Linked DNA regions of Sus scrofa: region 1 is linked to region 2. A link is a contact called in public Hi-C data. All regions are on one chromosome and are shown on one strand. The core of a region is the stretch at or near the end of the contact, and the rest is flanking DNA. Distances in the headings are between cores, read along the strand shown.

Region 1 (4,316 bases), core at 261-2,760, 760 kb before region 2:
AATGTCTAATGCACGGTATCCATCACCGTAAAAATAACACAAGTGTCCTGAGAGACGAATTCAAAGTCTCCTAGAGCCAGTGGATAGTGTCTGCTTTAGGTAGCTGGAATTTTACCTTTGTACTAACCTTGGAAGGGAACTAGCCTCGCCCGGGAGTGGCAATCTGCAGGTATGGAAACTACAGGGGGGCTTCCATCCCTCTAGCCCCAGATGGGGGTGGCCCACGGTGCTCTGCCCCGCAGGTGTCCCGAGGTGAGGGCGGAAGTCTCCTAGCCTTGAGCTCGGCGGGAACGTCTCTCCCAGAACTGAGCGAGGCTGTCTCAGCGTGCTTGAAATTTAGGAGACCAGTTCCAACTCGAGAGGCACTTCTATCTGAACGGCAGGTTGTCCAACCGCAGAAGATACCCTCACCCAATGCCCACCCGCTGATTCGGAGACACCCCTGGACGTGACACTGCTTTGCAAACCATAACTCTGTGCACATCTCAGTATTTTTTTTTAAAGCCAGGTACCATTTCCTCCAACGTGCCTGCCCGCCACCCCTGTCCGAATCCGCCCTGGCCGCCGACCCCCAAGCATCCTTGGCACCAACGCGTTGGCTCTGAGTTTGTGGGAGCCAGAAGCCGCCTTTCAGAGTCGGGCTGCGCAGTCCACGCCCACGTTTCTGCGCGGCGCCGGCCTGAATGGCCAGAGTTTCCTCGGCCGGGATCTTTTCATTGACGGCTCATCTCCGCCCGCTCCCTCCCTCCCCAGGAAATCTTTAACCTATTCTCGCCGAAAGCACGTTGCAGTTTCCAAGCGCTGCACGAAAAGAACGGAGGGAGCAGAGCACCCGGCTGCGGAGGGCCCTTCCGGCGCGCGCCCTCGCCTCGTTAGGCCAGGCTTCAGTTTCCCCAAGTACAAGCCCTGGGGCGGGAAGGGCGGCGAAGTCACCGCGGGGGCCCCACCCTCGGCCCCGGCCGGGGGACGCGCTTCGGCGCACCAAGGGCGGGCGGCTCACCTGGCGCGGGCGGCGCGGGCAGCAGGTAGGCGCGCAGGCGGCCGGCGGCGCTGGCGTTGGCGCAGATCCCGCGACCGTCCAGCAGCGCCTGCAGCGGGCGCGGCTCGCCCGGCGGCGGCTGGCAGCGGAGGCCTGCGCCGCATCGCTCGGTGTAGACGCCGCACGCCTGACCCTCCCGCAGCGCGCAGGTCAGGCAGCAGCCGCAGCCGGGCTCGCGAACCAGCTCGGCGCACGGGGGAGCGGCGGGCGGCGGCGCGCACTGGGCCAGGGCGCGCGCGTCGCACGGTTCGCAGCGCACCACCGGGCCGGTGCCCGCCGCGCCCGAGCCGGCCCGTGCCGCCGGCGGCCCGCGGAGCAGCGCCAGCGCGATCAGCGCCGCGGCCCAGAGCGCGGGGCGCGCCCGCTGCATGGCGCTGGCCGCGGGGGCCCGCTGCTCGGCCGGCCGGGGGGGCGCGGGGACGGGGCGACAGCGAGCGGCGCGAGGCTGTGGGAGCGGGTCAGTGAGCGGCCAATCCTCTGCGCCGAGCCGCCGCGCTCGCATCTGGGCGGCCCGGGCGCGCCGGCCGCTATATAGAAGCCGGGTGGCCGAGGACACGCCCCGGAACGGCGCGCCGGCTGCGGGGAGGGGGGCGGGCGCGGGCCGGCGCAGACCGGGCTCGGGGGCTCGCGCCTCGCCCTGGGCGGCCAGTCGGCATGCGGGGGCGGGGAGCGCGCGGCCTCCTGGGCACCTGCTTCCCGGGCGCCAGCCCGGAGCCCCCGGCCCCGAGGGGTACCCCGGAACCCGATGGCCCCGCCACCCCCCTGTCCTTGGCGCCTCTGGCCACCCAGGCGCTTCAGCTACCCCAGCGCCCCTGGCCGCCCGTGGTCACTCGGGCGCCGCCGCCCATCTCCCTGTGCGCCCCGTGGCCAGCTGGACTCAGGGAAACTGACCTGGTGCGCGCAGCTCCTCACGTCGCGTACGTTGCGAAGCTTTGCACAATTTAAGTTTTCGGGTTGGGGAATGAGTCTCTGCATGAAAATACCGTATTCGCGTCAGGGTCTTGGGGAGCCGAGGACTCGAAACTGATCTGTACCTGGGGGTCCGTTAGTACCCTCCCCTCCTCCCAAGTGCGCTTCTGCAGGTGCGCACGTGGTCTTCACTCTTGCCAGAGAAATTTCGCAGAGCAGCCAGGGCTCGACACTCGCAGTCTGTCTGTTTAAGTCCCTCCTTAGCAAAGTGGGCTGGTGGCGAGTGGGTCCTTGGCCGGGCTCGTCAGAGAGCGGACCTCACTGCCTCTTCTGTGTTACTGTCCTCCCCGATTATGTGTTGGAATAGAGCTTACGTCCACCATACAAGAGTAACACGGAACAAATGAGCACTGCTGAATTTTACGGTGCTTAAAACTGCTGATTTTCACTATCCTTTTTTCAGGCCCCTTTGTATCCCTGTACTAAGTTCCCACCGGTGCTCTTGAAGTGGAGACGCTGTGATTCTTGCTCATCTGTGCAATCTACACACTTTGCCCTAGGAGGGAAGTCCCAGGGCACAATTGTGCTCTGAGGTCTCCGTGAATCCGGGCCGGTGCGGATTTCAACGCTGCATGTGCGCCCCTTCCCTAGATGACCAACAGAGGACGCCAGTGGTCCAGGATTGAATTGAGAGTTGGCACTTTCACGGCTCTTACCAAGAGCGTCTGGATCGAGATCACCGTGGGAGCGGACGTTCCTGGACGCTGTGGAAAATGATGCTTGCCCTGGGTGGTGGATGGGCATCTTGGAGGAACATTTTACAGTTTGCAGTAGAAACAGCATATCCCCTGAGTTCCCGTGGCGGCTCAGCAGTAACAAACCCATTAGCTTCCATGAGGATGTGAGTTCCATCCCTGGCCTTGCTCAGTGGGGTAAGAATCTGGTGCTGCTGTGAGCTGTGCTGTAGGTCGCAGATGTGTCTTGGATCCCGAGTTGCTGTGGCTGTGGTGTAGGCCGGCAGCTGCAGCTCTGATTCAACCCCTAGCCTGGGAAATTCCATGCACCCTGGGTGCGGCCTGAAAAAGAAAAAAGAAAGAAAAGAAAAGAAACAGCATATCAGGACCTCCTTGAATTCCCTCCTGCATCCCGGCCAGAGTGCTACACAGTCGTGGGTGAAGGTAACAGGATCTCCTCTCTGTATGTATGTGTGTGTATGTATATATCCCATCTACATCCTCCTTTTAGCATGGGAAGAGCGATTTACTCACAGCAAACAGTAAATAATAAAATAATACTAATAATTGAAGTTCTACAAAGGAGAAGAGAGCAAAGACAGAGAGGGCCTTGCTTCCACCAGCTCGCAAAGGCACAGCCCTTGGAGTCTCCGCTTGGTCCCAGCCCCAGCACTCAGACTGGACTTGCCCTGCCTACTGTAAACTGTGCGGCAACCCATGATTTCTGTTCCCTTTCTCCTGGATCACTCCTTGTACCTGGATGTTCCATGCTCTGACAGCCAAGAACGGGGTCTCCACTTTCCCTGGAAAATAAAAGAATTAAATATGTGTGTTTCAATAACTAACCTAATAAATCGTGGAGACCTTGACTGAGAAACTAGAGCCCGTTCTTGTATCAGAAGATTCTTGGGGCGGCAGGTCCGCCTCTGTTAGTATAGTGTTATACACTGGGGTTTGGTCAGTGTCACCCTTCCCACCAGCCTTATGGTCTGAGTAGCCACAGGAGAAGCCATCTGAGTCTAAGTCACATCCCTGGCCTTGCAGTTGGAGAAAAGGCAAGTGTTCTGTGCTGAGTCCCTAGGGGGCGCCTGAGAGCCAGGCTGTCCCCAACAAACCAGAGACCACGGGAAAACTAAAGGTTACCTTGCAACTTTGCAGTGACATTCCGCAGCAACGGTTTATAGTCTGTTAGGGCCTTTTTGGTGACATCTTGCAACAGCAAACGAAATCTGTGGCAGTGATGTGGGGAGAATTGTGTTTCAATTTTCAGTCATTTTTATTGGACAAAACTCCAGGGGACGACCCCTCCCCCCATTGTTTCAGGGAGGACGTGGGGACTTGAAAGGGAAAAGACTTACTTTTGCGGCATGCTAGTTAATTTTGCCAGACTTTGTCTGGCGTTTGTGGTTATTACCAAGAACCGAGTGGTGAGTCCGAGGGTTGGCTTTTCCGCTGTGGAGGGTACTTGGCATCCAGTGGCTGGATAACTGTACAGCAGAGGACAACCACGGGAATAACAGAGGGGACAGGATATCCCTTTGCACTAACGGAATTCGGATGATGCTTTGAGGTGGCAGGGGTCAGCCTGGTTGTCTTCACCCCATGGCAGAGGCCACTCATTTCCTGGAGCCCCT
Region 2 (4,122 bases), core at 949-3,448:
TTCAGAGATTTCCCTACAAAAGCAGTTCCGTGTCTTGGTCAATAACCCAGGGTGGCTTGTCCATCACTCATTAGCCAAGAATGTGAGAGGCAAGTGACAGTGGAAAAAAGAGGTGCTTCCATCAGAAAAGCGGGTGGGAGTTCCCACCACGGCTCAGCAGTAATGAACTGACTAGCACCCATGAGGACACAGGTTCCATCCCTGGCCACGCACAGTGGGTTAAGTATCTGGCAGTGTCACAAGCTTTGGCATAGGGTACCAATGTGGCTTGGATCCTACATTCGCTGTGTCTGTGGTCTAGGCCACTGGTTGTGGCTTTGATTCGAGCCCTAGCCTGAGAAACTCCGTATGCCACGGGTTCGGTCCTAAAAAGACAAAACAAATAAATAAATAAAGTTATCCTGGGAGTTCCCTTGTGGCTCAGAGGGATAAAAATCCAGCATTGTCACTGCAGTGGCTTGGGTTATGACTGTGGCATGGGTTCAATCCCAGGCCCAGGAATTTTCACATGGCACAGACAAACTAAATAAATAAAGTTACCCTGTCAAGGAACACTTAGTAACCTGGGGACCTCACATCCCATGGCAGGACACAGGTGCTATCAACCCCTCTGCTGTCCCCAGGCACTTGAGGGGCTACTCTTCCAGTGCCTTGGTCACGTTCTCTATCTCAGCTCTCAGCCGCTCTTGAGAACATCACTCCGGGTTCAAAGACTCCCTACTCCTTCCAAGAGCCCTTAGGCCCCTCTGCCCTTTTATCCTCAAATCTCCTGCAGAGGAAGTATCTTTCCAGCACTTTCTGCCTCCAGCTGTGGCTGCGTGTACAGGAATGCCTTACACGCTGTGTGCCGATCAGCAATAACACGGTGCAGGAGCTTGCTCGAGCTGCGTAACAAAAGATCTCGGACGCAGGGCGGGGCTTCGCAGCCAACATTTCCCGTCTCACAGTTTCGAGGCCAGGAGTCTGAAAGTGGCAGGACCAGGCCCCCTCGCACAGCAGGGAGGGATCCGGGCCAAGTCTCTCTCCTTGGCTCCAGGCTGTGTGTCCTTCACATCGTCTCGTCCTTTGTAGAAGGACAGTCACACTGGTTGAGGACCCGCCCCAATGACCTCATCCTAACTTGATCCAGAACCCACGCTTTCGCCCCTGCCTGCTGCCTTGGAGCCACATTTAACTTTACACACACAAAGTGACTTGGCCAATACATACACCTGAGGTGTGTTTTTATTTTATGTTATGTTATTTTATTATTTTTTTTAATTTATTGGCCGCACCTGCAACATGTGAAACTTCCACGGCCAGGGATCCAACCCACACCACAGCAGTGACTCGAGCCATTGCAATGACTATGTCAGATCCTTAACCTGTTGCACCTCAAGGGAACTCCTTGTTTTACTTTTTATTTTTTTGGCTGTGCCCGCAGCATGCAAAGTTCCCAGGCCAGGGATTGAAGCTAAGCCTCAGCAGTGACCATGCCCGATCCTTAGCTACTAGTCCACAGGGAACTCCTGAGATGTGTAGTTTTATTTTTTTATTTTTTATTTTTTGTCTTTTGTCTTTTTTTAGGGCTGCACCCACAACATATGGAGGTTCAAAGGCTAGGGGTCAAATCGGAGCTACAGCTGCTGGCCTGCACCACAGCCACAGCAACTCAGGATCTGAGCCAAGTCTTCAACCTACACCACAGCTCACACAACACAACATGGGATCCTTAGCCCACTGAGCGAGGCCAGGGATGGAACCCGCAACCTCAAGGTTCCTCGTCAGATTCGCTTCCACTGCACCACGACGGGGTCTCCATGAGATGTGTGATTTTAGATACAGCCTCACATCAAAACTGGTGACCTCCTGAAGTCACCGTCAGCTTCCTTATGCTGTGAGTAAGGTTCCAAGTCCCTTCCCTGCAGCGCCTCCGGGTCAGCCTGACAATGGGCTCCACTTGCTTATACGGCAAAGACGTAAGGGAGAGAAGTCGCAGGATGTGCTCATGGGAGTGTCTCTGTTCCAGACTCAGACGAGCTGCTCTGATCCAGGCACGCGCAGCTTGCAAAATATGCACAATTCTTCCCGTTTTCCTGGGTGCAGCCTGAGACTCCCCCAGAAGCAGCTTTCTCCCAGGGCAGCCCAGGCAGCCAGGGCTGCTCCGCAGGCAACCATGCAGACTTCTGGGTCCTGGGAGGGAGGACCACACAGAGCACGGTCGGGTGGGCCAGGACTTTGTGAGGGTGCAGCCTAGGGTTGCGTGTCAGATGGACTCTTGTCCAGCGCTCAGTCCCGCCCCGGGCAAATGACCCCAGTAAACACAGGGCGTGGGAAAGGGCCAAAGAGCAGCATCTTCCGCTCTCGTTTGCTGTTGCCCCTCAGCTTCTCACTGCGGGCTCTGCGTCAGGGGAGCAAGGCCTGTGCGCTCAGCCGGCGTAGACTCACTGACTGTGAGCGAGAACCACACATGAGGCAGAGCCGTGGTCCTCTCCCGTCCAGAGCAGCCTGGGGGGGACAGCCAGGCAGGACCAGAGCCACTGCCATCAGGGTCGCAGGGGTAGAGGCATCACTGCCCTGGGAAGAGTTAATCCAGGAGAGAAATTAGTTCAACCGCACAAAACGAAACACAGATAATAGTTCCCTTTGTGGCTCAGCAGATTACAAACCTGACTAGTATCCGTGGAGGTGTGGGTTCGGTCCATGGCCTTGCTCTGTGGGTGTTGCTGTGTCTGGGGTGTAAGCTGGCAGCTACAGCTCCATTTCAACCCCTGGTCCAAGAACTTCCACATGCCACAGGTGCAGCCCTAAAAAGCAACAGCAACAACAACAACAAAAACAAAAAACCCACAAACGTAAGAGACCAGGCATTCCAAGCACAAAGTGAATAATTGTAACAGCAGTTGAGAGCAAGGAAAACTCAAATCAAAAAAGAGAGAGGGTAGAAGTTCCATTGTGGCTCAATAGTAACGAAACTGGCTTGTATCCATGAGGACGCAGGTTTGATCCCTGGCCCCACTCAGTAGGTTAAGGATCCAGCTTTGCCATGAACTGTGCTGTAGGTCACAGATGTGGCTCAGATGCCATGGAGCTGTGGCGGTGGTGTCGGCCAGCAGCTGCAGCTCTCATTCAAACCCTAGCCTGGGACCTTCCATATGCCGCAAATGCAGCCCTAAAAAAATAAAAACGAAATAAATAAAACCTGGAGTTCCCATTGCGGCTCAGCAGTACGAACCTGACTTGTATCCATGAAGATGCAGGTTCCATCCCTGGCCCCACTCGGTGAGGGTCGGGGATCTGGCGTTGCTGTGGCTGTGGCGTAGGCCGGCAGCTGCAGCTCTGACTCAACCCCTAGCCTGGGAACCCTGGGAATATGTCACAGTTGCAGCCCATCAATAAATAAATCAATCGAACAAACCAACAAACCTGAGACCGTGAGCCACGTGGCAGCGCAGCTCTCCTGGGTCCCCCACCCTGCTGCTCCCCCCAGGCGCCGCTTCCCAATAAAGTTTTTTGCTTTGTTACACGTGTGTCTCCTTGGAGGATTTATTTTCCAGGAAGACAAGAGCCCACCCTCAGGCGCTGGAAGGGGTCTCACTTCCAGCAGCAGTTGCATTTCTTATGCCGTGTGAACTGGAGGTGGGCTCGTGGATTAACTCGTGAGCCGCTGCTGCTCCCGACCCACAGCACCCCACCCACAGCACCCCACCCACAGCACCCTGTCCACAGCGGGGAGACCAGGAGTGAGACCCTCCGTCCTCCGGGAAAACTGGCAGAACAAGCCTTCTGATAGTTGAATATTTTGAGGAGAAACTGTCATGAGCCCATTGCCTGCATGTCCTCGGATGGAGAAAAGAACTAAAACCCTTCTTGGTGGCATCTGCTCCCCAGGACTAGCAGTTTCCTTCTGGCGTCCTGCAAACTGTAAAATGGGTGTGTGGCTGCGAGCACCTCCCCCTCCCCTTTGTCCCTTCTATCTGGACAGTCCCCCTGTCCTCTTCGCAGAGGGTTTCAGAGCTGTCTGAAACGCGGCCGCTGGGCTGGAGTTAAGCAGGCGGAACAAAAGATGTCAAGGTCAGTCACTCCTAAGGGTGAGCCCCCGAGGGAGCTCAGGAAGAAAGGAAGACAGGCCCCCAGCTGAGC

Evidence for each region. Hi-C and Micro-C count contacts between places; a contact is called where the count stands out from the background.
Region 1: a Hi-C map of liver shows a contact between it and region 2, with 4 times the contacts expected there. The contact joins the promoter of IGFBP3 here to the enhancer-like site in region 2. A contact is called at or near these places in 1 of 5 promoter capture datasets (fetal skeletal muscle) and 13 of 47 Hi-C or Micro-C datasets (embryonic fibroblasts, epiblast stem cells, heart right ventricle and 8 more).

What each region holds. Positions count from the first base shown.
Region 1 is chr18:50,000,115-50,004,430 of Sscrofa11.1, reverse strand. IGFBP3 (insulin like growth factor binding protein 3) reads right to left here and starts at 1,510. Exons shown (of 5, transcript NM_001005156.1): 1 at 1,001-1,510. The coding sequence starts at 1,409.
Region 2 is chr18:49,245,022-49,249,143 of Sscrofa11.1, reverse strand. No RefSeq gene overlaps it. Among named protein-coding and RNA genes, the nearest start is that of TNS3, 290 kb to the right of the region's middle. Within about 2 kb of position 2,198, at least 2 of the 83 cell types and tissues checked have an H3K27ac peak or open chromatin away from gene starts, as enhancers often do. A contact at or near this core is called in liver, where this site is marked.